Linked DNA regions of Bombyx mori: region 1 is linked to region 2. Evidence: chromatin contacts called from public Hi-C data. All regions are on one chromosome and are shown on one strand. The core of a region is the stretch at or near the end of the contact, and the rest is flanking DNA. Distances in the headings are between cores, read along the strand shown.

Region 1 (5,540 bases), core at 444-2,943, 94 kb before region 2:
ATAAATATTGCGACCATTAATCGAAATAAAAACCATCCTATCTTTCAAGTTGGATCAAACTGCACATGATGTGCAAATTTAATTTAAAATCGGTTAAGTAGTTCAGGAGACCATCGCGGACAAACAACGTGACACGTGATTTATATACCTAGTCAGGTCATAAATTCTGTCACATGTTCAGTGTAAAATAATTGAAACAAGTTTATTCATTATGTAACCATTCATATACCAAAATAAACTTAACAAAACATAGATTCTTATGACACTAAAGTTTATTCAAAATGACCTCCGTGATTTTGAATACAGGCCTTCAATCTGCGCGACCAGTCGTCTATCGCAGCACGAACGAGGTCCATGTCAATATCGGCGGCTGCCTTAATCAAGGATGTCTTGAGTGACTCCAAATTGGGATGAGGCTTTGAGCACGCCTTTTCCTCCAAGTGTTGCCATATCTTGTAATCTAACGGATTCAAATCTGGACTGGAGGAGGGCCAGTCTTCGTGCCGGATGAAGTCGATTTCACGCGCCGCCAGCCAGTCTTGTGTGCTCTTCGCTCTATGAGCTGGCGCCGAATCTTGTTGGAATACCCAGTGCCTGTTATTGAACATGGTATGAGAAACAGGTTCCACAAGGTTCGTCAGGACTGTATTTTGATACACAACTGCATTCGTTTTTACACCTTTCTCACAAAAATGTACCTCTGTTAAGCCCCAATAAGAAACTCCCAACCATACCACGAGCGAGGATGGAAAATGACCTCGTTGGACACGCGGAATACGGTTGCTCGCTTCTTCACTACTGTGTGCGTACACCTTATCATTTTGTTTGTTGTAGCTCTCTTCTACGGTAAAAATTTTTTCATCCGAAAAAAGAATTTCCCGATATTTTTTTCCCGCGTACCGCTTCAACAAAGCGCGGCATCTCTTCAGTCTCAGGTCCATTAGACGAGCATTCAAACGATGTCCTGTTTTTCTTCGATATGCCCGAAGCCCTAAGTCTTCATTTAACACCCTTTTCACCGTGGTTCTGCTTAACCCCATCTGAAGGGCCAACAGTTTCTGCTTACGTTTGGGATTTCTTTGAATTCGCGCCTTCACAGCTTTTATCACTGCTGGAGTCCTAACAGACCGAGGGAGACCACTTCTTGTCCTGTCATCTACACTAGAGTCTTCATTGTATCGTTTGATGTTACGTTAAACGAATCTTTTGGTTATATTAAAATTTTTCAGTATGTTAAAAATTTGAATTGGCGCGTAACCGCAACGATGCAACGCAATAACTGCAACACGGTCTTCTTTAAGCATCCACTCCATATTTAAAAATGAGTAAAATTCTAAAAGTATACATTTTTATTTTCATGAACAATTCGAAATTCGAATTCATTAAACTTTTTTGTGGCCAGCATTCTAAAAGAAAAGTTTTTACTGTGTGACAATACTTATGACCTGACTAGGTATATTAAGATTAATATTTTTCGTAAAATAGCACGACCAAACGTCAAGTGCCAGTACACAAAGTAGTGATTTCTAAAACAACTTCATCCAAATGACTAAAAGCGTAACGTTTGTAAATGCCGACTTTTGTCGAAATTGTTCGTCTCGCCGGCCATATTCTGTTTAATGTCGCAATATTGTGAGCGTCGACGGCTGCCGCGGCCGGTCGCATGCATTTACATACATTATTGCGGACGATACACATGCATGCACCTAGCTCCGAATGTGTATGCGCTGCGAATTAACTGTAATTGAGCCATTCGGACAGTGGCGAGTCGAGCCACCCATCGCCTTCATAGTTTTGCTCCTCTGACAACAGTAATTCTGTATGCTCAATAAAAAATATTCAATTTTTAAGTGTTTGTATTAGATACCAAAACGGAAACATCACAAACGTACAAAACGTATAGATAAAGTTTATTAGAAAACTTAAGTTACCTGCCAAAATTTCGTCGTGACGGTTTCCCCTACTATTAGGTCATCTGTTATTATTATTATTATCTACGATGCGCGAGGCATGCGGCGCCAGCGCCACGTGGCCGGGACAATTCTATAATTAGTGACATGCATATTTAAAAAAAAACGGTGTCTCATTTATACATTTTTATTAATCGTTAAGATGAAAACCACTTATAATCGCAATCAGTTCAGAAAATTTTATAGAAAAGTTCAGCGGACTAATGCTATAAGTTGACTTTCTCTATCAACCGTGCTACGACTGTTACTAGCATTTAAACTAGTAAGGTCCAACAGCATCCAAAGTAGTATAGGTTGGTTTATCAGAACGTGCTTCGAAGGTGGTTTGCTCCTGTATTGCCGTTATGAATCATATCCAGTTAGTTTCGGATGACACAGAACTAAACCAAGCCCAGCTTTCAGCTAAGCGACGGGCTTAGCGCGAAACGAAACTCTACATTACTTTCTGAAACCCCTCTAAACGACGGCGCAACCTATGCCGTCGGAACTTTCGCTGCGTCGGAACTTTCGCTGCGTCGAAACCGATTTGTGCGACGAAGACATACCACCATCCCTCCCATGAGGGTTAGACCACGAGCGGGTGCTCGCCCTTCTGAACCAAACCTTTTGGTACGATTCGTCAGCAAACACTGCATTAGTAATGATCGGTCATATTAAATAAAATAAAATGTGATCTTATTACAAAGGAAACGTGTACTCCGTTTGCAGATCGTGGGGTAGAGCCTGCTAACCCATTGACACTACTGAGTTTCTCGCCGGATCTTCTCAGCGGGTCGCGATTCTGAGCCGGTGGTAGATTCCGCGAATCACTGCTCTTCCTAGGGCTAGTGTTAGCAAACACTCTCAGGTTGAGCCCGTAAGCTCACCTAATCGTTCGGGCGTTGCTGGAATAGCCATTTAGGCTACCAGTAGGAACGGCAATCTAAGATGAATGCTCAATACTTTACTTTTTTTTTTATTGCCCTTGTAGGCAGACGAGCTTACGGCCCACCTGATGGTGAGAGGTTACCGTCGCCCATGGACTTCAGCAATGCCAGGGGCAGAGCCAAGCCGCTGCCTACCTACCGTTTCTTGGCTCAGTATGTCAACTGGCCAAGAAGGGTCATTGGAATGTTCTTGCGTCTCAAACTGTAGAAGATTCGCATCGAGCTTAGTGTATTGATTAATTTGCTTTGAAACTTTCGAAATAGAAGGAATCCCATAAAAATCCAAGGAAAGGTTTGCAAGGATTTTTTTTAAATATGTATGTACAATGGAAAGAGCCATGCTCGGAGTTTCTCTGAAGGATAAAATCCGGAATGAGATTATTCGACAGAGAACTAAAGTCATCGACATAGCTCAAAGAGTCAACAAGCTGAAGTGGCAGTGGGCTGGCCATATATGCCGTAGGACTGACGATCGCTGGAGCAGACGGGTTCTGGAGTGGAGACCGCGCAGCGGAAGACGTAACGTGGGACCCCCCTGGCTAGATGGTGCGATGACCTCCGCACGGTGGCCGGCAAGAAGTGGATGAGGAGAACTGCAGACCGGGCTCAGTGGTGTAGATTGGGAGAGGCCTATGTCCAGCAGTGGACGACTATGGGCTGTTGATGATGATGATGTATGTACAATTTAAACCCACCCAGTCCTAACTGAAACACCGACGAGACAATAAACACCTACTGTTTATTCCGGAAATATGTACGGTTGCGGAATATTTGTTGAGCAATAATTAATAATTTTTAAATAAAAAATTTACCTACCCGCGAGGCACATCCAGCACTAAATTTCATTTCGTAAAAGTATTGAAAATATAGGTTGCTAAATTTATTGGATGATGATTTTTGGCGAGATCGCTCTTTGTGAGTGTTGAAAACGAAAAACCCATCCTTACGCACTGGGATATCTATCTTCACCCCTTCTAGAGAAACAAACAGGGGCGTCGGAATTTTGTTATTAGCGTTTCTGGGGTGGTAGGTGCTTCTAACGTCGCACACCTGACTGATTGATAGCACTTCTTTCCACCTCGGGTCGAGCTTGTAATCGAGCCATTAATAAAGTTTACTGCCTCCAAGTTTATCCTGTGGACTCGTTATTTGCTTAATGGTCTGGCAAACGGCTCGAGTACGAGTCACCTGTGATGGTCCGTCCGTTCGAAGACTTATTATAATTATTTGGTGATCATATCGTTCCTTAACAAATTTTAGATTAATTTGCTTTAATGCGTGTTAATAATGAAATCATATATGTATCTTGTAAAAATATTATGCAATTTAACCACTAAGAATGAACTATTGCTGTTATAATATGAAAATAAAATGTGTGTTGTCGTGGGACACCGGATAGGAACGAAGTTCCTTTTTATAAAAGTGGTATTAGATTAATTTTGAGTTCTATTCGAGGTATAAAGAAAATAATTATTCGGGTATAATTTTTTTATTATGATTTGTTATTGATAAAAAAAATGTTATTTTTTGTACCTACGTTATTACAAACTTAAGTCGTACACTGTGTGTATTACTAATAAAAATCTTACGTTAGGTACGGACGTTTTTTCCCGGTTAGGGTACCCCTCTGCATCATCCCATAAGGAACTTCGTTCCAAAAAACGAATCTGATAGAATTATCTTTAAGCAAAACGAAGCCGTTTAATTGAATCAACATAGTCTAGATAGAGTTTGCAATTGTTTGTTTTCCAAATTATCTGACAGAGGCTCGGGCTAATGTCACTCGACGCTTGACAAAGCGAATGTTGGTACTCTCGGAGCGGCTTTACTCGCAGCTATGTCAACACAAACGGCAAAAAGGTTGACGTGAAAAGTAATAAAAGTTATACTTTGTTGCTAATGTGGTATAAAGTTACACAATTTAATTTATCTAAAACAGAAAACGTGTTTTCGTGTAAAATATAGAAAATTGTTTTTTTTTTTGTATATTTGAAACTAGCAACCCGCCCTCGCTTCGTTTCTGAAACTGTAATTTATTATTGATTGCTCCACTATTTAATGGATGTTATTATACATACAAACTTTCCTCTCCAATTACTATATCTTTTAAAAAAAAACCGCGTCAAAATCCGTTGCGTAATTTTAAAGATTTAAGCATACATAGGGATATAGGGACAGAGAAAGGGACTTTGTTTTATACTATGTAGTGATAATGGATCTTAAGATTATCGTTAGCTTATGTATTGCCCATTCATTTTGCAACAATCGTGTATTCTAATAATTAAGTTTTTTTTTATTGGCCTTTGTAAGCAGACGAGCATACGGCCCACCTGATGGTGAGTGGTTATCGTCGCCCATGGCATTTCAGCAATGCCAGGGGCAGAGTCAGGCCGCTTGCCTACCAAGTAACCTACCTACCGAACCTAATACAAATTCGTGTTCAGTTCTGCTAATCATTCTTTTCTTGACAAAGTTTGTAATTTTATTGAATACTTTATAAATTTACGCCATTATATACAGAAGTCACCTTAAATTATGGGCCTTAGTTCATTAAAGTCAACTGATAGAGGGAGAGTGTCGGTCTCCGTCAGTCGGCACTCGACTCGGAGAGGCTTAACTTGACAGAATGTAAACGACGAAAAGA
Region 2 (5,662 bases), core at 767-3,266:
ACCTGATCTTAAGCGGTGACCGGAACCCATAATATATATATATTATAACGCGAATATCGCCATCCACCTTGAGACATGAGGTCGAAGCCTCAAACAAGCTACAATACAACTATTTGCAACTGGTAAAGAATGCGTAAGTATAACGATCGGTCCATTCTTTCTTTGACCTCGAAAGTTTGATTTAATACAAATGCTAAAACAGGTCAACCCTTATGACAAGTTCGCTTTCTGTAACTAAGAGAAGTCCAGTTTTGAAAGTTAGGGGATAATTTTTGTTGGACGACCCGAGTCGACCTGACCTTATCCTCTGACCTCGCCGCGATCATCTGCAGCACCCTTCATTCGACTAACCTGTTTTATGAGATTAACGCAATAAACACTGTACCCACTTGAATATTAAGCGAGTTTACCGTGAAAGCGCGCAAAGTTATTTTGCGAAAATTATAAGAGTAACAGCTTTCCCGCAGAGCGAGTAAGGTATAAGGGCCGTGACCGCGTGAAAACACGTATTACTGACAGACGAGACAGTTTCCACGTCGAGAATTATTCCGGAGGTGCTTAATTATTTTAATGACTTGAGAATGTTACTTTAGCATTCACGCGGAAAGTGTATTGTTGAGTCGTGTTCTCTTCGACGTTAATGTTTCTAGCCTTTTCAACTTTCCGCCTCTGCTTATGGAAACAGTCGTTTAATAATGTAATTAAAATTAAATTAAATTACGAACGAAACGTATCTGATGATAAAATTTATGTAAAAGTAAAAAGTCCTTTGTTAATAATACAGACGACGAAATAATTCTCTCTTGAAGATAAAGATAAAGGAGCATACGGTATTTTTTTAGTAATCGGTGTATGGTTTTTCCTAAAACGGCTGCAAGTTAATTTTTTCTCAACGAAATCCCTGAAATATGAAGTAACATACGGCTGCGGTGTATTTCGTCGGCGGACTAAACGGCTCAGCTCGGAGGCTCCTATTTGTAATACGGCGCGTTATTAATAGCCCGCGATAGCTAGGTGGCCCGCGGCTGAGCACGATATTTCGGAAATCCGGATTTGCATAGGATAATAGGAGAGCTACGGTGCTGCACCTCGCAATGTGGAGCCACCTCCGACGCTCGGTGCATTCATAACTACGGTCGGTTAGTGATGTGTTGCTTTGTGCGAAACAAAGTGTTGTTGCCTGAATCGGTTTTAGCTTCACTGTTCCACATCAATCGAGCGCTTTGTGTTTAAAACAGTTAGCTATTTGCGAATATGCAACGTTAAAACTATATTATTGTTATACGAAAGTTGTACATGTCGTCTTGACGCGTGCGGTCTTTTTGGTTACCTTGCAAAATTGTGAACCACTAGATCTGAATTAAAAATATAAGTATAGTAAAAACTTTATTTGAAAAATAATTCCAATTAAAATTGTAAATGATAAACTATTAAATTATGATATATTAAATTATAAAATACAGCTATGTATTATATGTACTATTCTAATAATACAATTTATATAATACTCTGTTTGTATAAAATCGTTTAGAAGGGATAATAATAATTTTAAATTGTTTTAAATAACATATACTATTATACAATTTTATAGTAAATATAAATAATTAAAAATAAATAATAAATGATTAAAAAAAAAATTTACATGGTCTAGGACGGTTGCCCCGAAACATAAAAAATATTTCTTAAGACATGTACAAAACAAAAATTTAATTCAAATTCAACAAGCGAACCTGCAAATGGAAAACTAGGCTAAAATATCTGAGGCTATCAAATGATCCGTTTTTAGAACAAGATGGTATTAGTCTGCTGCTATTACGTTTATAGGGGTGAAAACATGGAGCAAACCGCGACGCTAGCGTAGTTTTCGCGTGCTGATGTATGCGACGCCGCCGCGACTCCAGACCCGACGGCGCCACGACGCCGCCCCACAATGCAGATATCGTGTGTTCAACTGCGTGCCGTACCTAGCCTGAGGCTCCTTCACTATTTATTGTCGTTTACGACCACGCGAACCTCGCTCCACTCAGAAACAAGCAACCGAAGCAAGTTGTAATAGGAAATCGACCCCAATACACCTACTGTAGTCCACTCGCACGTTTTCCGAGTCCGCGCAACGTGACCCAGCCTTTTGATTGATGTCTCGCGTAATGACCCAGGAAACTATTTCCTACATATTTCCTCCACTCAATAAAACATCGAATATGCTTATTTATGTGTCCGCGTCAGTTTATTTGGGGTTTTGTCAATGCGTCTCGCTGTGTGCCGACTATACTCGAAAGACCGTCATTTGTCAAGATTATGGCTGTTCGGGGATTGAGATATGAAAAGCGGTTATTGTTTTGAATACTTCCCCTTTTATGTAAAGCTTCTTATACCATAGGCTCATGATTCTCAATATAAAATGCACATGAAAACATGTACAGCGCGCAATAATACACCTAATAGACAAATTATTAGTATTACCTATAGCACATTACATATATTTAATATTCACATATTTATAGTTCAATCTTTTGTTCTTCTTCTTTTCTTTACTGGTGGTAGGACCTCTTGTGAGTCCGCACGGATAGGTACCACCACCCTGCCTCTTTCTGCCGTGAAGCAGTAATGCGTTTCGGTTTGAAGGGTGGGGCAGCCGTTGTAACTATACTGAGACCTTAGAACATATTTTATCTCAAGATGGGTGGCGTATTTACATTGTAGATGTCTATGGGCTTCAATAACACCAGGTGGGCTGTGAGCTCGTCTACCCATGTAAGCAAGAAAAGAAAAAAACCTAATGTTAATTTAATTAAATCATAAATCGTTTATCAATGAATGAAGCATAAAAATAATCTCTGAGACAACATGTTCCTTTGATGAGATAGCACAATTAGCACGTACAAGAGTCGTCAGTCACAGACTCGGCGCCGAGTGGCAATTACAGTGGTATTTCATACCCAATAAAAGTGCACTCAGCCTTTTCTGAACATCTAAGAAAGCACCCGTCGCCTATAAAGCTAAAGTGGACTATATAAGATTCAAATGTAGGAACGGAACGTAGAGACGAAGTTCAACGGCTTACCTTCACGAAAAGCAATATGAAAGTCAATTCGTCATTATTTTATTACGCTTTTATTATTTCGACCTGTATCTATAATTTTTTTTTCCTAATTAATATGTGGATCTGTATCACCAGGATAAAAACTAGATCATTTCTGGGCCGCTTGCGATTAAAGCGTATTTATTTTTAAACCAAATTCAGTATTAAATCTGAAATTGTATCTCAGTATTGCTCTGAGCACATGATTTGATTTGTTTTTAAAATTTTACACTAACTCATCAATAGATTTAAATGACAAGTGATAAAAATACGTAATTATTATAGGCATCTACGAAAACATATTTTAAAAGCGTTTTCCCCCAAAGTATCGTTTAACGTAAATACAATATTAACATGCGGAACACTTAAGCGATGTATTCAAAAAAGGAAAACACATTCCAATATTTACCTCATTATGTAGCCGTATGAGCTGAGTAACGGCAGTCGTATGGCGTGAGAGCAAACATTCTGGCGATTAATCTGTGAATACTGTGTGCTATATCGAAGCGCTGGAGGCGGCACATTTATTTTATGTGCCGGCAATGTTACATACGCCATAAAAGTCGTTAGGGACGGCGTAACGTCTCGCCGTCGTCTTGCCCGCTTTAATTATACCTAGATAATGTGGCGCCGACTGCGCCCTGCACCCCCGCGTTGTCGCTTCGCATCAACTTACGCGACATTAACGTAACACGATGCAATAACAGTGCGCCACTCTACCTAATGTACTTTCGTACTACCCTAATAATATCGACATCGTTACATTCGGAAAAACCAACAAACTTTCCTTTCTTCCATAAATCAAAGTGGTTAATAACCGCTCGGTATTTTTAGAAAACAGATTTACGTTATGTTTACTGGTTGCGGACTTTTAAAGCTTGTATGAAATACGAAGGCTACTCGTTTGGATTAAGCTCATATATGTACTTAAAATGAAAAACGTTCGCAAGCCTTATGAGTCAGATTGAACCGGTAAGCATTTCTTTGGGTACGGTTGGTTACGGTAGGCAGCGGCTTGGCTCTGTCCTTGGCATTGCTGAAGTCCATGGGCGACGGTAACCACTCACCATCAGGTGGGCCATATGCTCCTCTGCCTACAAGGGCAATAAAAAAAACAAAATTCTGTTTCCTTAATACGATTTGATGCACAACAGTATGAGAGGTAGATAGGGGTCGGACCGCACGGGGCACAGATGGAGATTTATCACGCCCGCCGGAGCTGAGGCTACAAGTTCGAGCATTAAACGAGTCCGGGATATTAGCCGCCTGCAAGATGCCGCCCGAGATCATAATTAAGTGCCGCCCAATTTATCGGTGCGACCCCCGCCCGAAAACTCTTAAACTTCCCTTATCGTTCGTACTAAAAGCTCTTTATTTTGTAGTTAGTCCCGATCGTAGTTATCGCCTTTATGTTCACCTCTTTGTTTATTGAAACCGCAACTTTGCAAAATTAATCAATGCACAATCTCGATAATACACTTTCTCAATGTTTGAGTAAATTCTCATTTCGATGCCTGGTATTAGTGATGAATCGAAAATACATCATTGAAAAATCATTTTCTTTTAAAATACATCATTCATTTTATGCAAAATAATGCAAAGGTTACTGAAAGTCAAAATTGATTCGAGTTAAATCTGTTTTTTATCCGAACTGTGTGTATACTGAATTAGTTTTTACACGACCCGATTTTTCCGGCCCCTGAAAATACTGAATGACTTCACGTTGCGTCACGTTAAACGGGCCGATCCCGGGACGTTCTGCGCCACTGGCCTGATGTATGAAGTTAACGCTACGCATCATCGACGTAATGTGAACATTGATCACTACGCTTAAACGTTTACAAGTTTCATCTGTACTTAATGCCGTAGTCATTTGTGAATTCTCATCTATCTAAAATAAATTCTAAACGTGACGGAAAATTGACACGTATCACGTACATACAAACAAATCACGTACCTCTATATATTAATACGTGAAGCAAAAACTTTGTATCCCTTTTTACGAAAATTGCGCGGACGTAGGAGTATGAAATTTTGCACACTTATAGAGAATATAGAGAAGAAGTGCACAATGCTAATGTTTTTTTAAAATAATGCATAAAAGATACATTAAATCAATAAAGAAAACATTACACACACTACATACCATGTATTTGACGCACACACGCATGCATACTATTTATTGTCAAACTTTTGTTCTTGGCGTCTGTTGTCAAATTGAGAATAGATTAAATATTGTTTGTTAATTTTTTTATAGTGTAGTCTTGGCGAAATTTGTGATTATAGAAGTATAAAATACAATCATAATAGTGTACAAACTTAAATTCCAATTAATTATAGTCGAATTTCGACTACTGCGGGACCTCTAGTACAAACAAATGCGTATATGATGTTAATAATCTAGTTAGCGATATCGCATTTGAATTCGACTACGTCTTGATAACTACGGTCTGGTAGTTGATTGCTAATAGACTTATTACCCAAGCAGCACGAGTAAACTGGTTAGGTGACCTAACCACGTCCGTGTCTGACTTTATACAGGGTGTGGATAATGGTAACTCTACAAAACTTATCACAAAT

The links. Hi-C and Micro-C count contacts between places; a contact is called where the count stands out from the background.
Region 1: a Hi-C map of whole pupa shows a contact between it and region 2, with 1.8 times the contacts expected there. The contact joins two enhancer-like sites. A contact is called at or near these places in 2 of 7 Hi-C or Micro-C datasets (posterior silk gland and whole pupa).

What each region holds. Positions count from the first base shown.
Region 1 is chr4:6,963,759-6,969,298 of ASM3026992v2, reverse strand. All of the region lies in intron 2 of LOC101735337 (protein muscleblind), which reads left to right. Among protein-coding and RNA genes, the nearest start is that of LOC134198751, 100 kb to the left of the region's middle. Within about 2 kb of position 1,693, at least 3 of the 8 cell types and tissues checked have open chromatin away from gene starts, as enhancers often do.
Region 2 is chr4:6,870,100-6,875,761 of ASM3026992v2, reverse strand. The region is part of intron 4 of LOC101735337 (protein muscleblind); the gene reads left to right. Among protein-coding and RNA genes, the nearest start is that of LOC101747130, 32 kb to the right of the region's middle. Within about 2 kb of position 2,016, at least 3 of the 8 cell types and tissues checked have open chromatin away from gene starts, as enhancers often do.